Regions from separate parts of the Sus scrofa genome. Here region 2 is linked to region 1. The links are chromatin contacts, called in public HiChIP or PLAC-seq maps. All regions are on one chromosome and are shown on one strand. The core of a region is the stretch at or near the end of the contact, and the rest is flanking DNA. Distances in the headings are between cores, read along the strand shown. Region 1 overlaps SPPL2A (signal peptide peptidase-like 2A). Region 2 overlaps TRPM7 (transient receptor potential cation channel subfamily M member 7).

What was found. HiChIP or PLAC-seq counts read pairs in DNA pulled down with a chosen protein or histone mark.
Region 2: an H3K27ac HiChIP or PLAC-seq map of alveolar macrophages shows a contact between it and region 1. The contact joins two enhancer-like sites. A contact is called at or near these places in 2 of 47 Hi-C or Micro-C datasets (fetal heart ventricle and heart right ventricle) and 1 of 2 datasets of contacts at active chromatin or transcription factors (alveolar macrophages).

What each region holds. Positions count from the first base shown.
Region 1 is chr1:121,077,690-121,084,476 of Sscrofa11.1, forward strand. The region is part of intron 1 of SPPL2A (signal peptide peptidase-like 2A); the gene reads left to right. Among named protein-coding and RNA genes, the nearest start is that of SPPL2A, 13 kb to the left of the region's middle. Within about 2 kb of position 2,657, at least 11 of the 83 cell types and tissues checked have an H3K27ac peak or open chromatin away from gene starts, as enhancers often do. A contact at or near this core is called in alveolar macrophages, where this site is marked.
Region 2 is chr1:121,148,865-121,155,907 of Sscrofa11.1, forward strand. All of the region lies in intron 1 of TRPM7 (transient receptor potential cation channel subfamily M member 7), which reads left to right. Among named protein-coding and RNA genes, the nearest start is that of TRPM7, 6.3 kb to the left of the region's middle. Within about 2 kb of position 4,672, at least 2 of the 83 cell types and tissues checked have an H3K27ac peak or open chromatin away from gene starts, as enhancers often do. A contact at or near this core is called in alveolar macrophages, where this site is marked.

The DNA.
Region 1 (6,787 bases), core at 1,407-3,906:
CACATAAGGTGGTGGCATATAGGGGACGAGTCCTCAGGTTCCCCTTGATAAATAGGTGGCACCTTTTTTTGAGACAAGGTTTTCTTCTTGGACTGGGGTACTAGACCCTACACTGTCCCTGGTCTGTGGTGTAGAACCGAACCCATGGGGGCCTCAAATTTCCAACCATTGATCAATGTACGGAAATTGGTCTGGGTGTCCAGGGTCTCCTGTTATAACATTATATGCTGCTGCAACTGTGAACACATCTAAGGTCCCTTCCAGAGGCCAGCCAACACCAAAGGAGGGCCACTCTAGGGTACAGAGGGTACACAGTTTTCCAGGACTCAGTTTAACACCATAATCTCTAGAAAATCCTTTCTTAAAATTCTTAACCATACACTCTAAGACAGTGGGCTTGGAAGCTGATTTACCCATTGTGTGAAGTCCCACCCTGAACTGGTGACGCAAGACAGACAGTGAGGACAAGGCCTCAGATAACAATCGCTTCATCTGCCTGACCACTCCCCCGGAGGAGATATTTCAGGCTCCTCTTAGCATAGGTGGGACTGTATAAACCCCAACGTCAGGATCCCCCCGAAGAGAGCCACCATAAGCGTATGAGGGTCGCCGCAGAACTACAGGTTAGGACTCACTCTTGCTCCATAGTCCAAAGACGGTGGAGCATGGGCTCTCGTTCTCTCCAGTCTCTCTCTCTCTCTCTCTCTCTCTCTCTCTCTCTCTCTCTCTCTCTCTCTCTCTCTCTCTCTCTCTCTCTCTCTCTCACACACACACACACACACACACACACACCCCAGAATTAACAAGCCTCCCAATCCCAAGGGAGCAAACCCTGGCCTGAGTGACCCTTTGGTCTCTGAGAGGTTATCAGTCTCTCCTTCCGCCGTATGGCGGGTCCTGACTCAGGCAGATGTCCCCGAGGCACTCACCAGTCCGACGTCCTGTCCAGGAACCTGTTTCCACTCTCCTTCTGAGTCCGTTCGGGAAGCAGTGTGGGCCAAGGCCAGCATGGCCCGAGTGAGGGTCTGGATCTGGCAAAATGGCTGGTGCACGCTATCCACCTGTCACTGGGCTGGCGACCATGGCCTCCCCCGATTCCCCGACAACGGTAGCACAAGAGGCCATCTCGGTTGTCAGCTTCCCGGCCAACACACCAAAAATGTTGCAGAAACTGCAAAAACCGTGGCAGTGGAAGGAGACAAACAGCACTTGGAGATATGGAAAAGCAAGGTTTATTCAGCACCAGTGCGGGCTCAGAGGAGTCACCTCCAGAGTCTGAGCACCAGGACTTTGTTCTCAGTAACTTTTATACACTACAAGGTCTTGATTTTCCCATGTAAGCATCCTGGACCTCCTCCCCATCCCCAAGCAGACAGTATTCCTCCCTAAGAAACTGAGCAAGCAAGGTTACAGAAGCAGAATTGATAAGCAATGTTGGGTACATGATTAGCAGGGCTGCTGGCTTGGGCATAGGGCACACAGTTGTTACATTATTACAAGAAGGGTGGTATAGTGATAAGCATAGCTGGAAAGGCTTTCAGCTGCCTTCTTAGCCAAGGGGGGGTTGCTCTTTAAAACTCTATTTCATGATGAGTTTCACTGCTATTCATGATGAAGTCTATAACCATGTACTCTATAGACCACAAATCAGAGCATCACTTGGAAACATGTTAGAAACGCATAATCACAGGCCCCTCCTTAGGCCTGCTGGATCAGAATCTGATTTTAAGAAAACATTAAATTCGAAAAGCACATGTCTATAATAAAGTGTAAGAAATTGCTGCCCAGGGAGTTCCCTGGTGCTCTAAAAGTTAAAGGATGCAGCTTTGTCAGCTTTGTGGCTCAGGTTATTATTGTGGCACAGATTCAATCCCTGACCTGGGAACTTCTGCATTCCACAGGCACGGCCAAAAAAAGAAAGAAATTGCTGCCCAGATTACTGAGCATAATCTCTAGGAAAAAAGAAGAACCATGCTTGACTAATCTGTTAAGTCTCCTTTTTTTTTTTTTCTTTTTTTTTTCTTTTTTTTCTTTTTAGGGCCATACCCATGGCATATGGAAATTCCCAGGTTAGGGGTTGAATTGGATTTGCAACTGCTGGCCTATGCCACAGCCACAGCAATGTCAGATCTGAGCTGTGGCTGTGACCTACACCAAGCTTATGGCAATGCTGGATCCTTAACCCACTGAGCAAGGCCAGGGATTGAACCCACATCCTCATGGGTTCTAGTCAGGTTTGTTACCACTGAGCCACAACGGAAACTCCTGTTAAGGCTTTTGAAGGGAGTTAAATATATGCATGGGTAATGGTTAACATTGTATTATTCAGGGCTAGATCTTGATCAGGTGAAAATGGGCCAAGATACAGAGACCTGGCAGACCAAGAGGATGGCATGGTTTAGGGTAGGGGATAGTACGTTAGATAAATTTTTTAGAGAGAATTATTATTTTCAAAAAGAGCATGTAAAGACTGAAATTTGGGAAGCAGATCCAATGCTGGTACATAATTTTTGATAGAGAAAGAAGGGTAGAAGACAAACAAAATCCGTGAAACAAGATTAAAGAAGAATCCTTGAACTGTTCTTGGACAGGAGTAGAAAGTAGAAAGGCCTGTTTCCTAGGTTAATATTGGGCTGGTGAGTCAGCATCAGGAGGCCATTTGAACAGAGGCCAAGTATACAAATGCCGTGCTTGGAACTACCAAGGGACTGTAGTACAAAGCATGGATGTAGCCTCAAGAGACAGGGATGTGAAAGTCAGTTCTCAGTGAAGGTACATTGATGAAATAAAATAAAGCTCTTTACATATGTTCCTTTAACATCTGATTGGTCTGGGGAAATGGGGAGATAGTACACTTGCAAGGATGTGACTATAGTGTATTCCATTACGGTTTTAATTTGGGGGGGGAGATTTTCAAATAGTCACTTGATACTTGTTATACCAAAAGGTATTTAGGAGAAAAATTATCGTAAGAACAGGCAGATGTAACGTCAAGATTTTGAAAGATGATAATGGAATATGACTGAAGTCAAGAGATCTGGATAAAGTAAATAGAAGATGTTTGCTAACATCAGGCACCCCATGATGTTTTATGTGAGGTAAATTTGAATCAGAAAAATAGGAAGTACTACTTCACACTGTGGTCTAGTAAACTCACTTCCCTTGCATGTAGGGATCAAGTAAAATGCGGAATATAAAGGTATGGTTGTGAGATTATTGATGTGATGGCCATGAAGAGCACTTGATTCCACCACCAGTGGTTGTAGGAACTGTTGTTAAGTGAGGATTTGGAGTAAGAAGTATGGAGCACTTGTCATAGAGAAAGGAATTCCATGAAGCTCTAGAATCCTTGAAGTGGGGGTATTTGGAAGGATATGAGGAAAGACTTAAAGTCTGGGATGTTTAGGATGTGGGAGGAACTAATTGGGTATTACAGGAAGTTGAATGGTGGTAGGAGACCATGTCCAGCGTCATGGCAGAGAAGGAGTTAACAGCTCATGCAGAGATATACGTGACCAATATCAGCACTGGAGAGTAATGATCAGGTACTGAGAGGTGCCTAGGGAATCTAGCTACATGAAAGAACTTGAAGGATAAGAGTTGAAAGATTGTTGGTCTGGGTTTTAGGGAGTTCATTTCTAGCCTGCCCCTGAGACCACTTCATTTTGATAATTTGGGAACTCTTTGAGCTAGGGAATGAAGGGACTAGGTTATATTATCCTTAAATCTCTGACTTCTTGATACTTAACTTTTTTTTCTCCCATCCCACAGCATATGGAAGTTCCTGGGCCAGGGATCCAGGTCACTGCAGTGACAACACTGAATCCTTAACCCTCTACTCCCAAGGGAATTCCACTGAGCTTTTTAATAAAAGAATATTTTTATTATAGGTTGAAATATAAACATTTTTTAAACATATTTTTCTAAGATTGAGTAAAATCAAAGAAGACCAGACCACAGTTGATCACAAAGGGAAATTCAGATGTTTTGAAATGTGTCTCTTAACTTGGAAGATGTGAAGGGAGGTATCCTGTCCCTCCACCATAGAGTCTTTGTCAGATGATCTAATACTAACACAGGTAGACCACAAGTCATCTCATTTGATACTTGGGGGTTTTTTGTTGTTTTTTTGTTTGTTTGTTTGTTTGTCTTTTGTCTTTTTAGGGCCATACCTATGGCATATGGAGGTTCCCAGGCTAGGGGTCTAATTGGAGCTGTTGCTGCAGGCCTATGCCACAGCCACAGCAATGCCAGATCCAAGCTGCATCTTCTACCTACACCACAGCTCTTGGCAAAGCCATATCCCCAAACCCCTGAGCAAGGCCAGGGATCAAACCTGAAACCTCATGGTTCCTAGTCGGATTCATTTCCGCTGTGCCATGATGGGAATTCCTGATTTGGTACTTGTAATGTTTGAAGGGACACTTAGTTTCAGGCATCTATGCCTCCCAATCTAACTGACCCACAGTGATGTGTTTCCTCTATAGTTGGCCCTTAAACAACAAAGGCTTAAACTATGCAGGTCTACTTATACTTGGATTTTTTCCAATATGTGTACTATATTTATGATTTACAATTGATTGAATTCATACAGAATCAAATCTGTGGGATTTGAGCCCTCCTGGATTTTGGTATCTGTCTTGGAACCAATCCCCCTCAGATACCCAAGGACAACTATGCTCTTGTTCCTTTACAGCTTTTGCTGCTCAAGGTTGGCTCCATAGACCACCAGCATCAGCATCACCTGGGAGCTTATTAGAAATGCAGACTCTTACTTTCCACCCAGACCTACTGAATCAAAATCTGTTGGTTTATGTGTTTTTTGTCTTTTGTCATTTTAGGGCTACACCCCTCAGCATATGGAGGCTCCCAGGCTAGGGGTTGAATCAGAGCTGTAGCCGCCAGCCTAATCCACAGCCACAGCAATGTGGAATCCAACCTGTGTCTGTGACCTAGACCACAGCTCACAGCAACGCAGGAATCCTTAACCCACTGAGCGAGGCCAGGGATCGAACCTGAATCTTCATGCATACTACCCAGGTTCGTTAACCACTGAACCATGATGGGAATTCCCCAAATCTGTATTTTAATATGATCACCAATTTATATGCACAGTAAAACTTGAGAAGCACTGCTTCTATAGCTGTGGTACTCAAACTTTAAAAACCATCGAAATCTCCAGAAAGGGTTGTTTAAAAACAAACTACCCAGAGTTTCTGATTCAGCAGGTCTAGATTAGGGCCTGAGAATTTGCATTTCTAACACCTTAAGAACTATTAAAGCTTTTACTAGGGACTCTGACTTTAATCACATTCTGTTTGAGATTATCTGTTTCAGTTTTGTTTTTAATCTTCCCAGTAAGGCTATAATTTCTTATTTAGTGTTTTTTTCTTGGGGGGGAGGGTAAGGGCAGCTTTATTGAAATATAATTCATATACTACACAACTCACCTACTTAAAGTGTACAGTTCAGTGGCTTTAGTATAAATGTGTGCAACTTATACTACACAGTCAGTTTTAAAACACATCAACTCAAAAAGAAACCAAGTAAAGCATAGAGGATTTTTAGGGCAGCAAAGCTATTTCATGTTCCATATGATACTGTGTTGGTGGGTCGGTGTCATATATCTGTCAAAACCCATAGTTCAACACCAAGAGTGAACCCTATATGTAAACTCTAGACTTTGGGTGGTAATGGATTGTCAGTGTAGGTTCATTAATTGTAAAAAATGTTAACAATGGAGGTTGGAGGGAGGCTATGCATGTGTGTGGTCAGGGGATATGTGGGAACACTATTTTTGCTCAATTTCGCTGTGACCCTAAAGCTGATCTAAAAAATAAAGTCCATTTTTAATAAAGAAACCTCACATTCTTTAGCTATCACACCATCTTCACATCCCACCAAACGCTAAGCAACCACTATCTATCTTGTATTTCTTCTGCATGGTACAAGTACTTGGCAAAGTGCTAGGTATATTATTAATAAAATAGTTAGCATTTATTAAAAGTTTAATATGTGCAGACAATTGCATCATCTAATTTAATAATCATGACAGCTCTTTGAGGTTTGGATATTTTTTGTCATCTCAGAGCTAAGAATGTTGACACTCAAGACAGGTTAAATGGCTTGCAGCACAGCCAGTAAATGGTGAAACTGCCATTCTCTCCCAGGTCTCTAATTACAAAACTCATGATATCTATTGTTGACAAACTGAATTTTCAAATCTACACAATCTCTGTGAGAAATTTTACTGAGATATTAAAATGTGGAAATGCTTAAGTTATTTAGGCATATTATGTTGCTCATGAAGTTTGTGGCATGTTCAACATCCAGTAATATTCTGCAGTTATGTATGGTTATACTTTATTATATTAATCTTCCACTAAAATTTGTGTTTTGCCTTTGTAATTCCCGTATCAATGAGTTTTGCTTTTTAATTACTCAATGAATTTTATTACATTTATAGTTATACAACAATCATTACAACCAAATTTTATAGCATTTCCAACCCAAACCCTCAGTGTATCCCCCCACGCCCCAACCTGTCTTATTGGGAAGCCATAAGTTTTTCATAGTCTGTGAGTCAGTATCTGCTCTGCAAAGAAGTCCATTGTGTCTTTTTAGATTCCACATGTGAGTGATAGCACTTGATGTTGGTGTCTCCTTGTCTGACTGACTTCACTTAGCACGGTAATTTCTGGGTCCATCCATGTTGCTGGAAATGCCATTATTTCTTTCCTTTTAATGGCTGAATAATATTCCATTGTGTATATGTACCACATCTTGA
Region 2 (7,043 bases), core at 3,422-5,921, 73 kb after region 1:
TTAAAATGAAGGTCTGTGGAAGCAAGCACTTGTAAAATGTAAGTTTGAGATTTCTGCCAATTGGAGGTTTTTTTGTTTGTTTGTTTTTTGTTTTTTCTTTTATGGCTGCCCCATGGCATGTTCAGTTCCCAGGCCAGGGATCAGATCTGAGCTGCAGTTGTGACCTACGCTACAGCTGTGACAACACCGGATCTTTTCAGCCCACTGTGCCAGGGATCATACCTGTGTCCTGACACTGCAGAGACACTGTCGAACCCATTGTGCTGCAGCAGCAACTCCCAATCATAGATATTTTTGATACAGTGCTCTGATATTCTCTCTTTCTCTTAACATTTTAATGTGGGAGATTTCAGACATAAAAAGATATAATAGTAAAAGGAGTCACCATATACCATGACCTGTTTCAGTAGTTTGAAACATGCAAATGTTGTTTCTTTGATTATCCCTCTCATTACTCCTCAGCTGGTTAATTTAAAAGCAAATCCAGACATGTTCCATCCATAAATACTTTGTTTTACATATCTAAAATTTTAACATATTAACAGTACTGTTTGTGTACCTAAAATTAATAATTCTTTAATATCACTAAATATTCAGCATATTTCCCTGATTGTCTCATATTTTTTCTCAATTGGTTTGTTTGAATCAAGATCCAAAGAAGTCCATACAGTATTTGGTTGATAAATAAGTATTTTAGTCTCTAGTACCCCCTCCTTTTTTTTGTCTTGTCATTTACCATTTATTTAAAAAAAAAAAAAAATCCAGATCATTTGCCCTGTAGAATTTCCCACGGTTTGAGTTTTGTTTAATGTGTCTATATAGCATTATGTAACATGTTCCTTTTTCCCTCTGTATTTCCTGTGAAATAGTGATTAATCTGAAGACTATCAAATTGTTTGATACTTTGGCAAGACAACTTCACAGGTAGTGCTGTGTACTTTGTATTGCATTACGTTAAGAGGCACATACTGTCTGGTTGTTTTTTGTTTTTTAATGTTAAGATTGACCAGTGGGTTGCTGTTGACTTCCTGATGTTTCAGTTGTGAAGTTCCCCATCAGACTTTCACATAAGGTAGCCATTAATGATTATTGCCATTGCTCAGTTATTTCATTCTGGGTTTCTCTTTCCCCTTTCTTTTAGGAGGAACCTTTCAGCATACGATTAAATTTTATGGTTTTTATTTTATTTTAAAGTGCTCCTTAGATGCCTTTTTTTGTTGTTGTTTTTAATGGCCACACATGTGGCATACAAAAGTTCCTGAGCCAGGGATTGAATCTGAGCCATAGCTGTAGCAATGCCAGATCCTTTAACCCACTGAGGAGGCCGGGAATCAAACCCTGACCTCTGCAGCCACCTGAGCCACTGCAAGCGGATTCTTAACCCACTGCACCACAGCAGGAACTCGTTAAACGCCTGTTATAAATTTGGTGCCTGGAGGCAAAGTTCTGAGTGTTTAGATTAATTTATATTATGAGCAGCATTTGGCTATCTATGAGAATTGGAGCTGAGTCACTATGTGAATTGCTGTAAAAGAACTTAGATGTGTGTCACTTTTAGAAGGGGCTTTGCAATTACTAGATTAGATTCAATATGAATGAAATATGTGACTTGGAGAATTGGACCTCTTCTAGTTTATCTTTATAAAAAATGATTGATTTTGGTGGTTCAGGGTTAAAAATCTGGCATTGTCACTACTGTGGCTCTGCGAAACACTATCCCTCCTTGCATCATGAAAACATGTTAATAACAACACCTTAACTATCCTAGCTGCCAGGCTTCTGGAAACTTAAACCTTTGGAAACCTAACTCCTCGTAGAAAGAAAGAAAGCTTTTGAGTCAAGCCATTATCAGACACATAGCAACTTTGAGTCCAGGGTTCACTGATTGAAAAATATCCAGGAGTTCCCCTTGTGGCTCAGTGGTTAACAGACCTGACTTGTATCCATGAGGATGCAGGTTCGATCCCTGACCTTGCTCAGTGGGTTAGGGATCCAGAGTTTCTGTGAGCTGTGGTGTAGGTCGCACATGTGGTTCTGACCTGGCGAGGCTGTGGCTGTGCTCTAGGCTGGCAGCTACAGCTCCAGTTCAACCCCTAGCTTGGGAACCTCCATATGCCGTGGGAGAGGCCCTAAAAAGACAAAGAAAAATATGTGCAAAGTGAAGTTTAATAGGCTTAGTTACCTACTTTCCTCTGACAATTTGGTAGTATATGTGGAATGATGGAAAGTTACCTGGAAAGTAGACTCACTATAAAGAGAAAACTGGAGAAACATTAACTAGGATAGAAAGATAGGACAGTAAATTACCCTAAGTATGTGAACTAGTGGTCTTCCTTGTTTTACTATAAATTACCATACCCAATACCTGGAAGGTACTCTACCCAGAAGGTACTTCTGACCAAAAAAAGTGTGTATTAGGCTTTAAACAAATTTTCATAATATTAGCTAATATGTATTAGCATTTAGCTGTTGCTCTTGTTCTAAATGCTTTACGTATATCACTGTCAAGACTCTATCATGAAGTAAACACTTTTTTCCCCCTTCCATTATTTATGTAAAAAAAAGAGAAGCTGAATCACTCACCAAAGGGTCATAGGGCTAATCAGTGGGAGAGTAGGTGTTGACTTGCCAAATTATAGAAACCTGGAGAAATATCTTGACATTCAGAGGCATGTAAATTATCGAGATCTCAGATGACAAGTGTTAAGTAAAAAGGTTAAGGAATTCTCATTGTGGTTCAGCAGAAGCAACTCTAACTAGCATCCATGAGGATCGAATCCCTCGCCTCTCTCAATGGGTTAAGGATCTGGCATTGCTATGAGCTGTGGTGTAGACTGCAGATGCGGGTTGGATCTGGTGATGCTGTGGCTGTGACATGGGCCAGCAGCTACAGCTCCAACTCAGCCCCTGTCCTGGGAACCTCCATATGTGGCAGGTGTGGCCCTAAAAAGACAACAACAACAAAAAAGTTGAGGTCATTAAAAAAAAATTACCTTTTTAAAAATCTAATGTTTTAAAAGTTAGACATTTCCTTTACTACCAAATTTCTATGTAATAACTTTAGGTTATTTATAATACTATTATACCATTATAAACATTGTGTTTTGACAAAGTGCAGAAATTTCTCTATTCTGAGGGTATTCTTAGTAGAGTGGAAAAGTCATTAAGCTAGCTAAATGGATTTCTGTTACGGGTAGAACTCACTAATAAAAACCGTAGAAACCTATCATGAATATATCAACAAAAGTATTATCAGGCTACTCAGGAATAGAGAATAGGTTGTTACTGTTTACTCACATATGAAGGCTTGAGTTTTATAATAAAGAATATCTTAATATTTTCTTTATATTTCTCTTTTTCAGATTAATTTTGGTGGCATCATTGGAAAATATATTGGTAGTTGTTAAATAAGATCTATGATTCATTTAATTAAGTAGATTCTGTTCCTTTTTGGAATATTTGATTAGGTAACAAGGAGCCAGGAATAAAGAATTTAAATTGTACTGTTTGACTACAAGTACATAATATTTTTAAATAAATTATATACTTTGAGTTCTTTGGTAATTTTTTATGATGGAATTCAGATGTATGAAAGTGTGGATATCATAATACAGCAGATATCCCTGTGTTTATCACTCAGCTTGAAAAATATTGCAAGTAAAATTTGATGTACCCCATTAAAATCCCATATCACTTTCACTTTTGCAGATGTAACTTTTATCCTAAATATACAAGTATCCAGTTGTTCCTTTGGATACTTTGGTAGTGTTTTTATATAAAGTATATATACTATGTAGTGGTCTTTTGGTATTTCTAAGTGTTATATATATGGAATTTTGTACATTTTTATATATCTTTTTTTCTTTTATTGAAGTATAGTTGATTTACAATACTATATTAGTTTCAGGTGTACAACATAGTGATTCAATATATTTACAGACTAAACTCCATTTAAAGTTCTTATAAAATATTGGCTGTATTCCCTGTGATGTACAGTATATCTTTATAGCTTTTTTCTTTTCTTTTTGTCTTTTTAGGGCCACATGTGTGGCATATGGAAATTCCCAGGCTATGGGTCGAGTTGGAGCTGTAGCCACCCACCTATGCCATAGCCACAGCAAAACCAAATCCAAGTCGAGTTTGTGACCTACACCACAGCTCACAGCAATACCAGATCCTTAATCCATTGAGCGAGCCCCGGGGTCAAACCCACGTCCTCATGGATACTAGTTGGGTTCCTTACCACTGAGCCGTGATGGGACCTCCCTTTTTTTCTTTTTAATGACCTTTATGTTTTGGAGATTAATTCATGTTGATAATATACAAGGTTTAGTGTGTCCTTTTCAGCTGCTAAATGTATTATTCCATTATAGGAATATGCTGTATGTTGTCTGTTTTACTGTTGTTGGGCATTTAGGTTGTTTCCAGCTTTTTTAAAATAATTATGTAATGTTCTTGTATGTATCACCTTATAAACATGTTTGTGAATTTTTCTAGGAAGTATAATATCTAGAAGTAGAAATGCTGGGTCATAGGGTAGGTACATCTTCAACACTATAGATATTGCCGAAGTGTTGACCAAAGTGATTGTGTTAATTTCCAATCCCTTTAGAACTATATGAGAGTTCCCCTTTTTTTCCTCCCAACATCTTTACCAACACATAATTGATGAGATTCTTTTATTTCGCCAGACTTGTGAATGTAGTTCCTCATTGTTTTAATTTGCCTGTCACTGGCCACTATTAATTTTGAGTGTCATTTCTGGTTACAAATTTTTGGCTATGGTTATCTCCTCTTTGGTGAATTGTTTTGCTCATTTTTCTAGTGGATTATCTTTTTTTAATTGTAGAAATTTTTTATGTATTCTGGATACTAATTTTTTGTGGGGGGGATTTATGAGCTACAAATATCTTTTTCAATCTCTAGCTTTTAAAATTTTTACTTTGTTAATGGTGGGCTGTTTACTTATTTTTTGGGTTGTTGATGTACATTGGTTTTTAATTTTAGTATAATTATCTGTTTTCTTATAGCATGGTTTTTTCTTATATTGAGGTCATAAGGTATTTATTTTTGATAGAAGTTTTAAAATTTTGCTTTTCTCCTTTGGACTTTAATTCATCAAGTATTCATTTTTGGATTCTAGTGTGATAGTTCACGTACATATAGTGTAGTTATTAATATTTTTTATAATTTATATTGCACTTTCCATCATACACCAAGTTTCCTTAAGTGCAAGTTTCTGTTTCTTTTTTTGTTTTTGTTTTTTTGGTCTTTTTGCCTTTTCTAGGGCCGCTCCTGCGGCATATGGAGGTTCCCAGGCTAGGGGTCTAATCTGCCTATGCCAGAGCCACAGCAAAGCAGGATCTGAGTCACGTCTGCAACCTTCACCACAGCTCACGGCAACCCACTGAGCAAGGCCAGGGATCGAACCCACAACCTCATGGTTCCTAGTCAGATTCGTTAACCACTGCGCTACAACGGGAGCTCCAGTTTCTGTTTCTAAGTGATTTATTTCATTGTTCTGTTTGTGTTCTGAGTATATTTGTTTTGATTTTTTAGCAATCTTAGGTATCTAGGTAAAATTTTTTAGTATATGAAATAAAAAAATTTTTTTTGCCAACATACTTTTTTCCTCCTAAAATGTTAAGTTTTTCTCCCTTTCATTTTAATAATTCTTTTGGTAAAATGAATTATTTCGGGTAAGACTTCACCTAGAATACCAGAGGGAAAAATTACTGCTGTTTGAGCTATATTGAGGTTGGCCACTTTTTAGACTCAATGTTTAGTCTTCAGTTATTTAATATCTTACACTCCATGATATAGCACGATGGCAGCTGTTTGTATTTCTCTTTATCAAACATTTTCTGTCCCTTAATTTCAAGGCAGTATTGGGCTGTTAAGCAGTCCGGGTAGCCGTCTTCATAAGATCAGCAGGAAAGCAAAACCAACAGAAGTAAGATTGGATGTAGTAGTTGGACTCTTGTTACTGTTTAGTTTTTTAATATATGAGACTTTACTCGCTGTTCATCATTCCACAGAAGCTTTTCAAGTATCTTTAAAACTTGTTGAGAAGATCACATCTGAATTATCAATAATATCTATTTATTAATTTGTTAAGTAGTTGACAGCCAATTAAGAGTGAGAGCAAAACTTCTAGAGTAAGGGCCTGTAAGAATGCCAGGAAGCAAATGAATTAGAATGAATTAGACTCTTGATAGAGAAAGTCAGAGATGTTTTCAGCATTTAGCTTTGTACTAGCCTTAATTTTTCTCCTCCTCCTCTTCTTCTTTTTTTTTTTTTTTTTTTAACTTTTGTCTTTTTAGGGCCACACCTGCAGCACATGGAAGATCCCAGGCTAGGGGTCAAATTGGAGCTGCAGCCTGCGCTACAGCCACAGCAACGGCAGATCTGAGATGCGTCTGTGATCTACACCACAGCTCATTGCAACACTGGATCCTTAACCCACTGAGCGGGGCCAGGGATCAAACCTATATCTTCATGGATACTAGTCAGGTTCGTTACTGCTGATCCACAATAGGAACTTCTAGCCTTAATTTTTCTTTGTCATTGTGCCATTTGCTGGCAGGCACTATGACAAAATTATTATGTATCTTGAAATTTCTGGATCTGTAGTGTCATTTAACTTTTTAAAGCAATTGCATTTTATTAGTAAGCAAACCCCTTTTTAATTTAATTGTCTTTTGAGTATGGCTCACATTTTCCTCTTACATCTAGCTAGTAGTTTTGGATTGTGTAGTAGACATAATGTAGTCTTGTAGAGGCTCTAAGTTCTGTTATAGTCCTTTTAGGACTATTAATTTTTTTTAAAAGTGGTTGTTATGGACTGAATGTGTGTGTATTCTCAGAATTCATTGTTGATGATATTTAGAGATGGGCTTTGGGGAGGTAGAGTTAGATGAGGTCATGAAGGTCCTTACATAAAGGGTCCTTATATGAAGAGATGCTAGAGAGCTTGCCACTCTCCCCACTGTGTGAGGACACAGTGAGAAGACAGCTGTCTGCAACCCAAGGAGAGGGCTCTA